Regions from separate parts of the Mus musculus genome. Here region 1 is linked to region 2. The links are chromatin contacts, called in public Hi-C maps. All regions are on one chromosome and are shown on one strand. The core of a region is the stretch at or near the end of the contact, and the rest is flanking DNA. Distances in the headings are between cores, read along the strand shown.

The links. Hi-C and Micro-C count contacts between places; a contact is called where the count stands out from the background.
Region 1: a Hi-C map of bone marrow-derived macrophages shows a contact between it and region 2, with 2.4 times the contacts expected there. The contact joins two enhancer-like sites. A contact is called at or near these places in 1 of 15 datasets of contacts at CTCF or cohesin (the NIH/3T3 cell line), 8 of 484 Hi-C or Micro-C datasets (adipose-derived mesenchymal stem cells, bone marrow-derived macrophages, brain and 4 more) and 2 of 115 datasets of contacts at active chromatin or transcription factors (the NIH/3T3 cell line and embryonic fibroblasts).

What each region holds. Positions count from the first base shown.
Region 1 is chr1:159,885,349-159,890,969 of GRCm38.p6, reverse strand. It overlaps Tnr (tenascin R), which reads right to left. Exons shown (of 23, transcript NM_022312.3): 11 at 4,650-4,913; 12 at 3,831-4,100; 13 at 2,594-2,713; 14 at 1,540-1,686. Among named protein-coding and RNA genes, the nearest start is that of Gm31348, 100 kb to the right of the region's middle. Within about 2 kb of position 1,374, at least 113 of the 459 cell types and tissues checked have an H3K27ac peak or open chromatin away from gene starts, as enhancers often do. A contact at or near this core is called in bone marrow-derived macrophages, where this site is marked.
Region 2 is chr1:159,289,416-159,295,479 of GRCm38.p6, reverse strand. The region is part of intron 11 of Cop1 (COP1, E3 ubiquitin ligase); the gene reads right to left. It also overlaps the pseudogene Pou5f1-rs1. Among named protein-coding and RNA genes, the nearest start is that of Mir1843b, 48 kb to the left of the region's middle. Within about 2 kb of position 4,784, at least 2 of the 459 cell types and tissues checked have an H3K27ac peak or open chromatin away from gene starts, as enhancers often do. A contact at or near this core is called in bone marrow-derived macrophages, where this site is marked.

The sequences.
Region 1 (5,621 bases), core at 125-2,624, 600 kb before region 2:
ATTAGAGTCTATGGTTGGATGATTTCTGAGATGTGTACCATCTCCTGAAGGAGCTGTCATTCTACAAGTTTTAAGATTATTGTGATGACTTGAAAAGAACAACCGGAGACACTTCTGAGCGTGGCACAGTGACTGGAAGTTACCAGAACCAGTCTGACTAACTTGAAAGATGACAGGGTGGCTTGGTGTGCTGCTGAGTTTCTGCTTTTGTGATGTCTGCTGCCTGTGGCCAAGAATCACACGAGTTAGCTTTTGGGCTGAGTCACAACACTCTTATCTTGGGAACACGATATTCTCGAAATCCTTTTTATGATTTTCAATGAGAAAATATGGCAGAATTTTCAGGCTTTCTTGGCTGAATGGTCATTACTTCTGGTCAATGTTTATCCACTGCCTGCTTTAATGATCACTGACAAAACATAGTGCATCTACCAGAAGGAGGGAGACTACGAAAGGTACCTTTTTATGTTTCTGAATGACGTTTTGGTCACTGTGTTAATAGATAATGTTTTGGCGCTTGTAAGAGTATTTACAAAGCAGTGAGGACTCCTTAGGCACACTCTCCTCCTTCAGAAATCACCATCTCTAGGGAAATTTAGCAGCGTTGGGATATCCAGGTGTTCGCTTAATGAGGCAGGCTGAATGTTTTCCTATGTGTAGTGGAAACTGTGGTTTAACTAGAAGGTTCTCGATGTTGAGGATAGAAACTGATGGCTGTGCCTTCCACTGCCATCTAGAGCAAATCTGTGCTAATCCTATGTGATATACTTGCTTAAGGACCAGAGAAGGGAGGCTAGTGGAGTTACAGAAAAGGAGCCCTATCTTCAGGCTTATCCAAAGAGCCAGTTTTCTGAAAAAAGGCATGGTAGGAGACTTTCTCCTCCCTATTTTTCATATTAAAGCCCATCTCTTTTCCCCACCTTCCTTCTGTGAAGGGGCCTGAGGACACAGAGGACATTTCCTACAGGAGAACAAGAACTACATAGTGTTCCTGAAAGCAGCTGGGGATGCCACAAAGGGTCACCTTCACCTCTACTGCCTTCATACAGGTGATGGACTTAGAGCCTTTTCCCTGGAGCAAAGGCAATACACCTATGGGGTGGCTGTATATGATGAATAATCCACCCCTAGTTTCCTGAAACTGGAATAACAATGCTTTTCTGAAGTTTCCTCAACCCCCAAGACTTAAAGAGATCCTATGATTCAAATGTTTGCTGTGGAATCTGTCTCCATCATGCGTCTTTGAAAGGGCGCTCTTCGTAGAGGAAGTTCCATGAACATTCTGAACCTGAACGAGCAAGACTCCTCCTCAAGTGTGACTCACCAAACTCCTATAATTAGAAAGAACAGTCTGTGGGGAGAGAAACCACAACTTGTCCTGAAGGACACAGTGAGTCAGAGGAGCCAAAGAATGGCGTCTCAGGCCCCGGAGCCAGTATCCACTGTATGCGCTGGAGTGATTTCACTCTGCTTCCTGTGTTTGTTTCAAGGCTGCTGCTTATGTCCTGAGCCGACACCCAGCAAGGGAGCCATGTTTACCTGTGTGCACCAGGGTGCAGATGCGTTCACTCTCCTCCCTGCCCCGTACACTGTTGAGGCTTATTTCATATTCAGTAGCTGGATACAGCCTGGTGATGGCGAACTCTGTCACGGTGTTGGGCACTACGGAGCTGTCTAGCCGTCCCACTGAGGAAGAACAAAATCCATCACTAAACGTTCAACAGCTCTCTTATCAGTGGGTCCATGGCTCAGTGTACATTGGGACAGTGGGTCATGAGGCACAGATGGGTGTGGGCTCAGCATGCAATAGGGAAGGGAAGGCAGATACATGACTCATAAATGATAATGGTGGAGTTTAAATAGATCTTATACGCTGGCCTCACTCTTTCATCTTATGGGCTTTTTAGAACAAAAGTAAATGAGCTATTTATTATGTAGGTTTCTATCAGACCGGTCTTCTCTGAGGCGGGCATATCAGTATAGTGGAAGTGGAGTGGGCAGAGCCACCGCAAAAAGTGCCCTATGCAGCCCAGAGAAAGGTAGCCTGGAAAACTGTCCTACCTCTGGCTGGAAGTGAACATTCTCTCTACTTTGTTAACAATGCCTCATATACCAGCAAGAACTGGCAGTATGCAGGCAAGCTCTCGGCCAACTTCTCTGACTCATACATTGGCTACAATGGCAGAATTAGGATCACTGTGGTTCCCTTCAGGGCTCCATGTGGCTCTGCTGGGTCTTTATCCATATCCAGGATTCTAGTCTTAGACTTTATGCTCAGCATAGTATGTGTAGCACTGGCTCTTGGTAAAGCCATCTAGGCCTCACTTCATTGTTTTTCATTGCGCAGCCTAGCTAACGGTGTCCAGTTATTTCCCATGGTAAAGTGTTTGGCTCTCTTGATGATATTTTGAGAGCCTATTTTGAGAGAAGTTGGTGAACTCATGGTTTCTCTGTTGTTCTTCATCAATACACTCTCATTTTGAGGAAGTATGGTATGAGGGTGTATGCTGTGTAGTTGTGATCATGCACCCATAATAATCTCTAATCAACTTCAAGCCTTATTTATGTTTGAGAAACAAAATCATATCATTACCTTGGGTGGGTCGGTACGATACTCGGTAGTAATCAAAAGGCGCAACAGGAGAGCTCCAGGACACCGTCAGGGAGTCCTTAGTCACGTTGCTAATTGTGATGTTTTTGGGAGGATCAATTCCTACAAAGATCAGAGAGTTGTGGGGAAAAGACAGAAGCACAGTTTGAAAGTGGAATATCTATCTATTTCTAGATTTCTGTTGATCCACTAGTGTCCCTCAGGCAGGCATGACCCTACATAACTAACTGGGCATCCCTAACATGACAGTCTGTGTGATGTCACACTTATAACATTGTAGCTATGGCCAAAGTCAGGAAGCTAAATTGGCAAGATCTACACTTCTGTGCCACAGCTACTACCATCTAGACCAACCAGAAACTTCCTTTTAAGTTTGTGTGTTTTATTTCAAATAGAGGATCATATAATTATCTTCTCTAAGGGAAACTTCTCTTGCAAAGACCTAACTCTGCTACTCTTTCTTAGTTTTTAGCAGCTACTTTTGGTTCAACTTGGAAAAAAACTGCCCATTAACTGTAGAGAGATTTCAGAGCACAAATCCTAAACGAATATACTTTCCTAAGTTATATTTTATTTATGGTGCATAATTATGGTGCATTTAAACTGTGGGGTCAAATTCGCTGACTACTTAACATACTTTTCCAGTTTGTGAGTTCTTGTCAGTATGTAGGGAACTATCTAATTATAGGTGTTTTTATATACAAATGTATCATATTTGGGATTGCATTTGCAAATGACCAAAGGGAAATGGCCCAATTCATCTCAAAGTTCTATGTCTTCCAATGTGCAAATCAGCTCCTATCTCTGAATGCCAGGTAGCTACATGGTTACATGCTAGCTCTATGTTGATTCTGAGGAAGAATCATTTATTAGGCTGTCAAGAGATGGCTCTCCAGAATAGAAATATCATCTTTTTACTTAGAAAGAATCCCTTGGAGACAAGCTTTTTCCGGGCCTTTTTCCTAGATTGGCAAATCTAGAACCAATGCATTCAAGACTTGGGCATGCAGAGCACTGGGCCTGTCCTACTTTGCAAATGGATGTTTCTCATCATATGTCTCTTATGCAATGCTGAAAGAAGTACCTGCTACAGAATAACTCACAGAAGTCTCTAGCTATAGGCTCATTCTGCTATTTCTTGAAAGTTTGTCATTTTAGATTGCATTGGCTTGTCAAAAGCTGAAGTGAGAACCCTCTTGATCAACATCTCCAGCCTCACCTGTAGTGATAGAACCCACTATGGGTTCAGAGGTTACCGTCCCATGGACAGCTACAAGGTTCACTATATATTCAGTGGCTGGCTGTAGACCCATCAAGACAGCGTGCCTCTTGGTGGCATCCAAGAGGACCTCCAACATGTCTTCCTCTTTGTCCCTGGGGCTGTAGTTCAGAATGAGTCTGTCTGCTGGGGGAGATGGGTCACTCCAGGTGATATTGACACTGGAGGAGGTCACATGAGAAAAGTGCAAATGGGAGATAGGGCGGAAGCCTGCAAAGTAGAAAAGATTGGCAGCTCTGAAACACATGTGTTGGTAGCAGGCCATTGGGCAGAGATGCTTGATCTCCCTCTATGCTGATATGGGCTATACTTTCACCTGCTGGCTCAGAGGTCCTACCTCCTCTCCCACTCCAGTCCAGGCTAGGCTACTTAGCCATCTACTGAATAGTGCAGTCTAATAAAACTAGAAGCAGCTCTGTGAAATATTCATAATATGGGTCCCGGATTTTAAAACCTCTAACTTGGAAAAATGTGACAGAGAGCTTTAGCCTTACCACTAATTTAATGCAGGAAAGGAGAAATAGATGAATTAGCTCCTGTGTCTAGGCTATAACAATCTGACATAAAATTTCAGATCTTTGCTTATTCTTTCCCTTTACTCTCAAACATTTTCTTTTCATGCATATATTAGTCCCTGCTCCATCCCCTCCCCTTACACATCTCTTAATTTTCTCTTTTGGAAGACTGGGACATCTGAATCACCTCATGTTAAGATCTAATTACTCGGGGACCTCACTGAGACGTCTGCTCCCCTGGTACCTGTGAAGGCATCCACAGTAGACTCCAGGCTCTGCTGCCGACCCCTCTCAGCAGTGATGGAGATAATGTATTCTGCTCCAGGCTCTAGATCTGTTAGTGTGTATGAAGTCCTATCCCTGGGCACAGTGACTTCGGAGGAGATCCCAGAAGATGGGGTAAAAGTAATTCTGTAGTGATCAATGGGACCACTGGCCTTGGTCCAGATGAGAGAGATAGAGGTCTCTGAGGAGGCTGTTACCATGAGGTCTCGGGGACTGTCAAGTTCTGAGGATTAAAATAAGGTTCATTCATTCATTTATTCATTCATTCATTCAAAGTCTTATTTAGATGAGACAGGTCTTGAATTCATTATGTATCCAAGGATGACCTTGAACTTGTGATCCCCTTTCCTCTACCTCCTAAGTGTGAGATTACAGGCATATACTGCCTCACTTGGCAATTGGCCTATTTCACACTGACTCCATAGGACAGTCATTAGTTATTGGACTACCCTTTGTATCTCCAGGCTGTCAAGTAGACCTAATGACCATGAGCCCCAGCTTGTCATAGCTGGTACTTTTCTCACATTTTGTTTAACGGCTTCCCTTTGAAAGATGGCCAGTGATAGGGCAAACAGATGGGCAATCTGCAGAAAGCCATTATTAGCAGTGACACTCGCATGCATCCCCCACTGGGATAGATCTAACTGCTGATTTGCTAGAGCTCCAGACTTGTTTTCATTCATCCTCCCTTGGTTAGCCAAATGGGGAAAGAGGAGCCACTACCACATAAGATAAGGTGTTCATGGCAAGTAAGTTTCCTGTCCCCACCCCCACCCCCCTGACTCGGAGGTTTCTTTGGCTTGTCCTAACCTCGGGTGTACAGGTCTGAGGACTAACGGAGACAATTGTTGGTGTGCTCTTCCAGCATGTTTGTTTATGCTAGGATGAACCCTGGGGACAGGGACTGATCCAATCCCCAACCCCAACCCCT
Region 2 (6,064 bases), core at 3,535-6,034:
TGCTTTCCTAGCATGCAAGATTTCCTGGGTTCCATCAAGCAATGTACAATAATGGGGAGTGCATTGCTATAATCATAGGACTCAAAAGAGGCATAAGGGTTAGGAGTCAAAAGGTCATCCTTGGCCACTCAGCAAGTTCAAGGGCAGCCTGGTTATAACTCATTTCAGAACAATAAAAATCTATCAACTTATTTATGAAACAAAAATTGGAATTTCATATAAATCTCACACCACAAAATAGAACACATCTTGTTTTTAACATTCTTAAATGTAGAAACTGTTCTTTATTTTAGGCTACCTAAAATCAGACAAAAGGTTGGAATTGTCTAGCAGGTGTTTGTTAATCATTACTCTGACATAATGAACATGGGAGAGGTACTAAATTGAGTTTACATCTTAAAATTCTTCATATATTTTTAACTGATTATTTTATCGCTTACTTTAATTCCATAAGTCCACAAAATCTTGCATTCAAAAATTACCTTCTATAACATTTACTCTGCCATTCCTTCTGGCTATTAATAAAAGCTGGACCAAAACCATATCCTAACAGACTATAATGCAACACCACTATGAATGTCAAGTGCTTAGTGTGGTAAAATGTCTTTTTTCTTGGAGCAATTAAAACTCAGGCTGCATCCTCAAACCCTCAAAAGATTGATGCAAAACTTAAATTAAATCATAAACTATACATATTTTAAATCAGTGGTTCTCAACCTGTTAGTCGAGCCCCCTTTGGTAGTCAAACAATTGTTTCACAGGGGTTGTCGAAGACCACCAAAAACCACAGATATTTATGTTATGATTCGTAAAGTAGCAAAATTAAAGTTATGAAGTAGCAATGAAGATAATTTTTGGTTGGGAGGCACCATAACATGAGGAACTGTATAGTAAAAGACTGCAGCATTTTAGGAAGGTTGAGAACCACTGGTTTAAATCAATTCTGTGAAAAACTCACCTCTTCTATACATAGTTCAAATGAGATAGCTATGAAGTGCTTATGTGCATGCATAAAGCCCAAACATAGCAGAAAGCCCATAGAAAGCAGAAATCAGGTTAAAGATTTTCTGAAGATCTATTTATTGTCTTAGTTAGGGTTTTATTACTATAAAGAGACACCAAGACCAAGATAACTCTTATAATATTCAGTGCATTAACATCAGGGCGGGAAGCATGACAGCATGCAGGCAGACACAGTGCCAGAGGAGGAGTTGAGAGTTTGACATCTGGATCCAAAGGCAGCCAGGAGTAGACTCTCTTCTACAGGCAACCAGGAGGTTTTTTTTTTTTTCTACTGTGTGTCCCAGTCTTTATTTAAGAACAAAATGATGAGTGACAGACAGGCCAGGCTCCTGATCAACAGCATCACTGAGCTTCTTTCCCCATCCCACCCCCCACCCCTGTTGTGCTTTTAATCCCTCCTCAGTAAAAGAATTTAACCCCAAAGCTCCAGGTTCTCTTGTCTACCTCCCTTGCCTTGGCTCACAGCATCCCCAGGGAGGGCTGGTGCCTCAGTTTGAATGCATGGGAGAGCCCAGAGCAGTGACGGGAACAGAGGGAAAGGCCTCGCCCTCAGGAAAAGGGACTGAGTAGAGTGTGGTGAAGTGGGGGCTTCCATAGCCTGGGGTGCCAAAGTGGGGACCTGGGGGCAGAGGAAAGGATACAGCCCCCCCTGTCTTCTACACTGGGTGAAACTTGAGCATACGGCCTCCAAGCCCACCTGCACAGAGATGACCTTTATCTAACAAGGCCACACCTACTTCAAAACAAAGCCACACCCCTAATAGTGCTACTTCCCATGGGGCCAAGCATATTCAAACCATCACATTCCACTCCCTGGCCCCCATAGGTTTGTTCAAACATGGAAGTTACAGGGGCCATACCTAGCCACAGCATAACGCAAATTACATTTTGTCCAATTTTAAAGTCCCCATAGCCTATAGCAGTCTCAACAATGTTAAAAGTTCAAAGTCTCTTCTGAGAGTCATCCAATCACTTAAGAGTAATTTTGTATAAAAGCAAAATCAATAACAGATACCATACTTTAAACATCACAGGATATACACTACCTTTCCAAAATGCCATAGTGAGGAAATAATGGACCAAAAACAAGACCAAAAAATGAGCTGGGCAAATTCCAAACTCTGCATCTCCGTGTCTTATGTCCCACTCCTTTCAGCTTTGTTGACTGCAACACAAATCTTTCTCTTGGGCCATTTCCACTCCCTGTCAGCAGCTTTCCATAGCAGGTATTCCATGGCACTGGCATCTCTAAAATCTTGAGGTATCTAAGGCAACTTCAACTTTACAGCTTCTTGTTCCAGTGTCTGTGATCCACACATGATCTTCTGGGCTTCTCCAAAGGGCTTGGGTCACTTCTCTAGCTCTGAGCACTCTAGGCACTGGTTGACTCCACTCCACTGATGCTAGTATTCTTGGTGATCATCACATGGTACTGCTATCTCCAATTTTCTGTAATCTTCCACGGCAATCAGGCTTCACCAATAGCCTCTCATAGGCTCCCTTCATGGTGCCAAGCCTCAACTCCTTTGCATGACCCCTTCCTGGGCTGTCAACTGCAACTGAGGCTGCACCTTCACCAATGGCCTTCCCTGGCCTCTCAGTGCCAAGACTCAGCTACTGTCCATGACCCCTTCATGGCGTCAAAACCAGTACCACCTGGATGATTCTTGTACATCACCAAGTCCAGCTGTAGCAGATATAACCTTGGCTTATCTCAGGAACACAGCTTCTTTGAGCTCTCAGAAAACACTCCTCAGAAGACTCCACCTCAGTGATGCTGGTCTCTACTAATTTCTTTTCTTGAGCTAATCAGCATCTATTATCCCAGTACCTCCTTCTACTCTTGACTGAAACCAGAGCCACATGGCTGAAGCTGCTGAGTTCTGCTGCTTCGTGGGATTGGAACATGTCCTCACTCCACCACCATCTTGTTTTATCACCAGCTTTCTGTTTTTCAACACTTTTCCTGCCTAAGTTTGGCTGTCCTAGAACTTGCTCTGTAGGCTGACCTTAAACTCAGAGATCTAATGCCTCTGTCTCCTGAGTGATGGGATCAAAAGTGTGTACTAAGTAAGCTTTTCTAACTTGGACCTTGCTCACTTCCAGGCTGACCTGGGACTCAAGGAATCTGTTTGACTCTGACCTTGGAATTAAAGGCATGTACCACCATTCCTGGACCTAAGATGTTCATGGTGACTAGACCTCAAGAGCCTAGCACAGATGTCTCCTTCATTTTTAGATTGTAGTTCCTTCCTGATTAAAAGTCCAAACGAAAACAATAACCAGGTCAAAATAAAGCCTAACATGATATAACTATCCCTTATTCAATGCAAGCACACAAACAATAAGCTTACCTGCAAGGGATCTTGCCCTTTAGTCACCACGCCCTTCATGCCATTTAATATCCTTGAACACAGGATTTAGCTCCAGTTTACTTTCTGGTACGGCTTTAATCTTTCAACCATATATTTTGTATTTTTCCTTTCTAAGCTTACTATGCTTGATCAAAATGTTCTTCATGAAAGTAAAGCAGAGGGCAAAGTCTATGCTGGACTTTTTTTGACTTCCTTTGTCAATGAAATTAATCCAAATCTCTTTACCTCTTCAGATGAGAGCAAAAATCAGCTGTATTCTTCACCAAAATAGCACAAAAATCTCTAGGTTGTTACATACTAAAATTCTTCTCCTCTGAAATTTCTTGAGCCATGCCTATCAAGATCTAATCACCCCAGCACCAGTGTCTTCCATGCTTCTACTAGTAGGGCCCAATAATTCACACTTAAAGTATTCCTCTGCTTTACAAAGTCCCAAAATCCACACTCTAAACAAAAACATGGTCAGGCCTACAACAGCAATTACCCCAGTCCCTATTAAACTGTACCTCTGAAACTATAAGCCAGTGTCAATGAAATATTTGCCTTTATAAGAGCTGCCATGCTCATGGTGTCTCTTCATAGCAATAAAATCCTAATCACGACATCTACTAAGCAAATTTTAAAACTCATAAGCATTCTTCAATAAATAATACATTACAATATTACTCTGGGTGAACACTGAAGGTTATCAAAAACAATCTTTGTAAACATCTACTATAAAACAAAGTTCAATTCCAATAGTTTTAGCAACTAGTTGAACACCACACAGTATAAATATTAAATTGAAACTCTAAAACATTCATTATGAAATGCCAGTTAGAAAAGATAGAAACAGGAGCATAAAGGACCTAAAAAATGCACTACTTTGTATTTTTACCAGTATCTCACTTGAAACTTTAGTCCCTGGGCCCTGATGTGAGCAACCGAGCACCATAAAGGTGCGGGGGGGTGGGGGGGGTGGGGGTGTTCAAATCTAAGTTCTATCCACAGCACAGTGTGTTGATCCTAGCCTAGTCATACTTCCCCTTATTTCAACTTCCTCTCCTATAAAATAGGATTGACCACAGTATCTTAAACTAAATATGAAGTAGCAAAAATAATAATCCACAGCATGAGGAGCTGCATCAAAGGGTCATGATATTAAGAAGGTTAACAACCACTGTACTATGTACAGGGATGTAAAATTCAAATCAGAAATTCATGAAGCAGCACTACTATACACTGAGATAGTTTAAAATATGCAATTTCAAACCAATCCTCTCTGATGGCACAGAAAACAACATGTAAAATGTGGTGTGACTGGGCTGGAGAGATGGCTCAGTGGTTAAGAGCACCGACTGCTCTTCCAAAAGTCCCGAGTTCAAATCCCAGCAACCACATGGTGGCTCACAACCATCCATAATAAGATCTGACTCCCTCTTCTGGAGTATCTGAAGACAGCCACAGTGTACTTTCATATAATAAATCAATAAATCTTTTTTTAAAATGTGGTGTAACTACCATATTTAAGGAAAAAGTAGGAAGTGTTTTTCCATAAGTTGTTGTTATTAAGACCATATAATAATCAAGAGAATAAATCTGGACCAGCCACCCAATTCCAACCTTGTCAACTATCTAACAGAAGAGATTGCACAAAACATGAGAGATAGCACAAATAAATGCTGCCACCTTGTGGACTAATGGATCTGGTATAATATCCACATAAGCAAAGAAAACAGGAGATTTATTCAGTTTAGTATTTTTCTTTTCAGAAAATCTAGTTTCAGTGCAATAAGGTAATTGGCACAGATATTATGCAATTTTATGGTAATAATATTAATAATTTGTTCTGGCCAACATTGTTTTAGTGTTTTTTAAGCCCATTTCATTAGAAGAAATCAAAGCTTAGAATGAATTACCAATATCCTTCAAAGTACAAAAAGGAGTCACTAAAATTATGAAAGTCTCAAAGCTCCTTCTTTCTTTCTTGCTACCTATTAGTCTTCATTTCTTCTGTGGGTATAATAAACTTAAAAATTTGGAAATATTTCATTAAGAAATGTTAATTTGATATAATTGGGAGAAAATAAAAAAGGCTAATTAACCGTAACAATTAAGTACATCTACTTAATTTGTAAAATTGTAATGTAAAATATTTAAATGTAAATCATCTCTTTGAATGTCTACTGAAAATAGGCTAAATGTAATACAGCCTGGTGGTTTTACAATGTTCATTATTTTATGAAATGGAAAATTGTATATAGTGAGAAGTTTGTTTTTTTTTTTTTTTTTTTCCCGAGACAGGGTTTCTCTGTAGCCCTGGCTGTTTGTAAGCACAGGCACATGTGTGCACATGAGCATATCTGCATGCAAAAGTCAGAGGTCAACTTTGAATGCCATTCTTCAAGTACTGTCTATCTTCTTTTGAGGCCTACAAAACAAGGCAGTAGCTCGAAGATCTCCCTCAACAGCATGAGCATAACAAGCGAGCACTACTATGCCTGGCCTTTATTTCACATGGGCTCTGGGTATCAGACTCAGGTTCATCTCTGCTTTTAAGGCAAGCAATCATTTGCTGTTTTGTACCACCAGCCCCAGAATATGTTTCAAAAATACACTGTCAGTCTCTGCTTTGTATATTTTTATTTAGACTACCTACAGCTATCTCTCAAATTAAGTTTTTATTA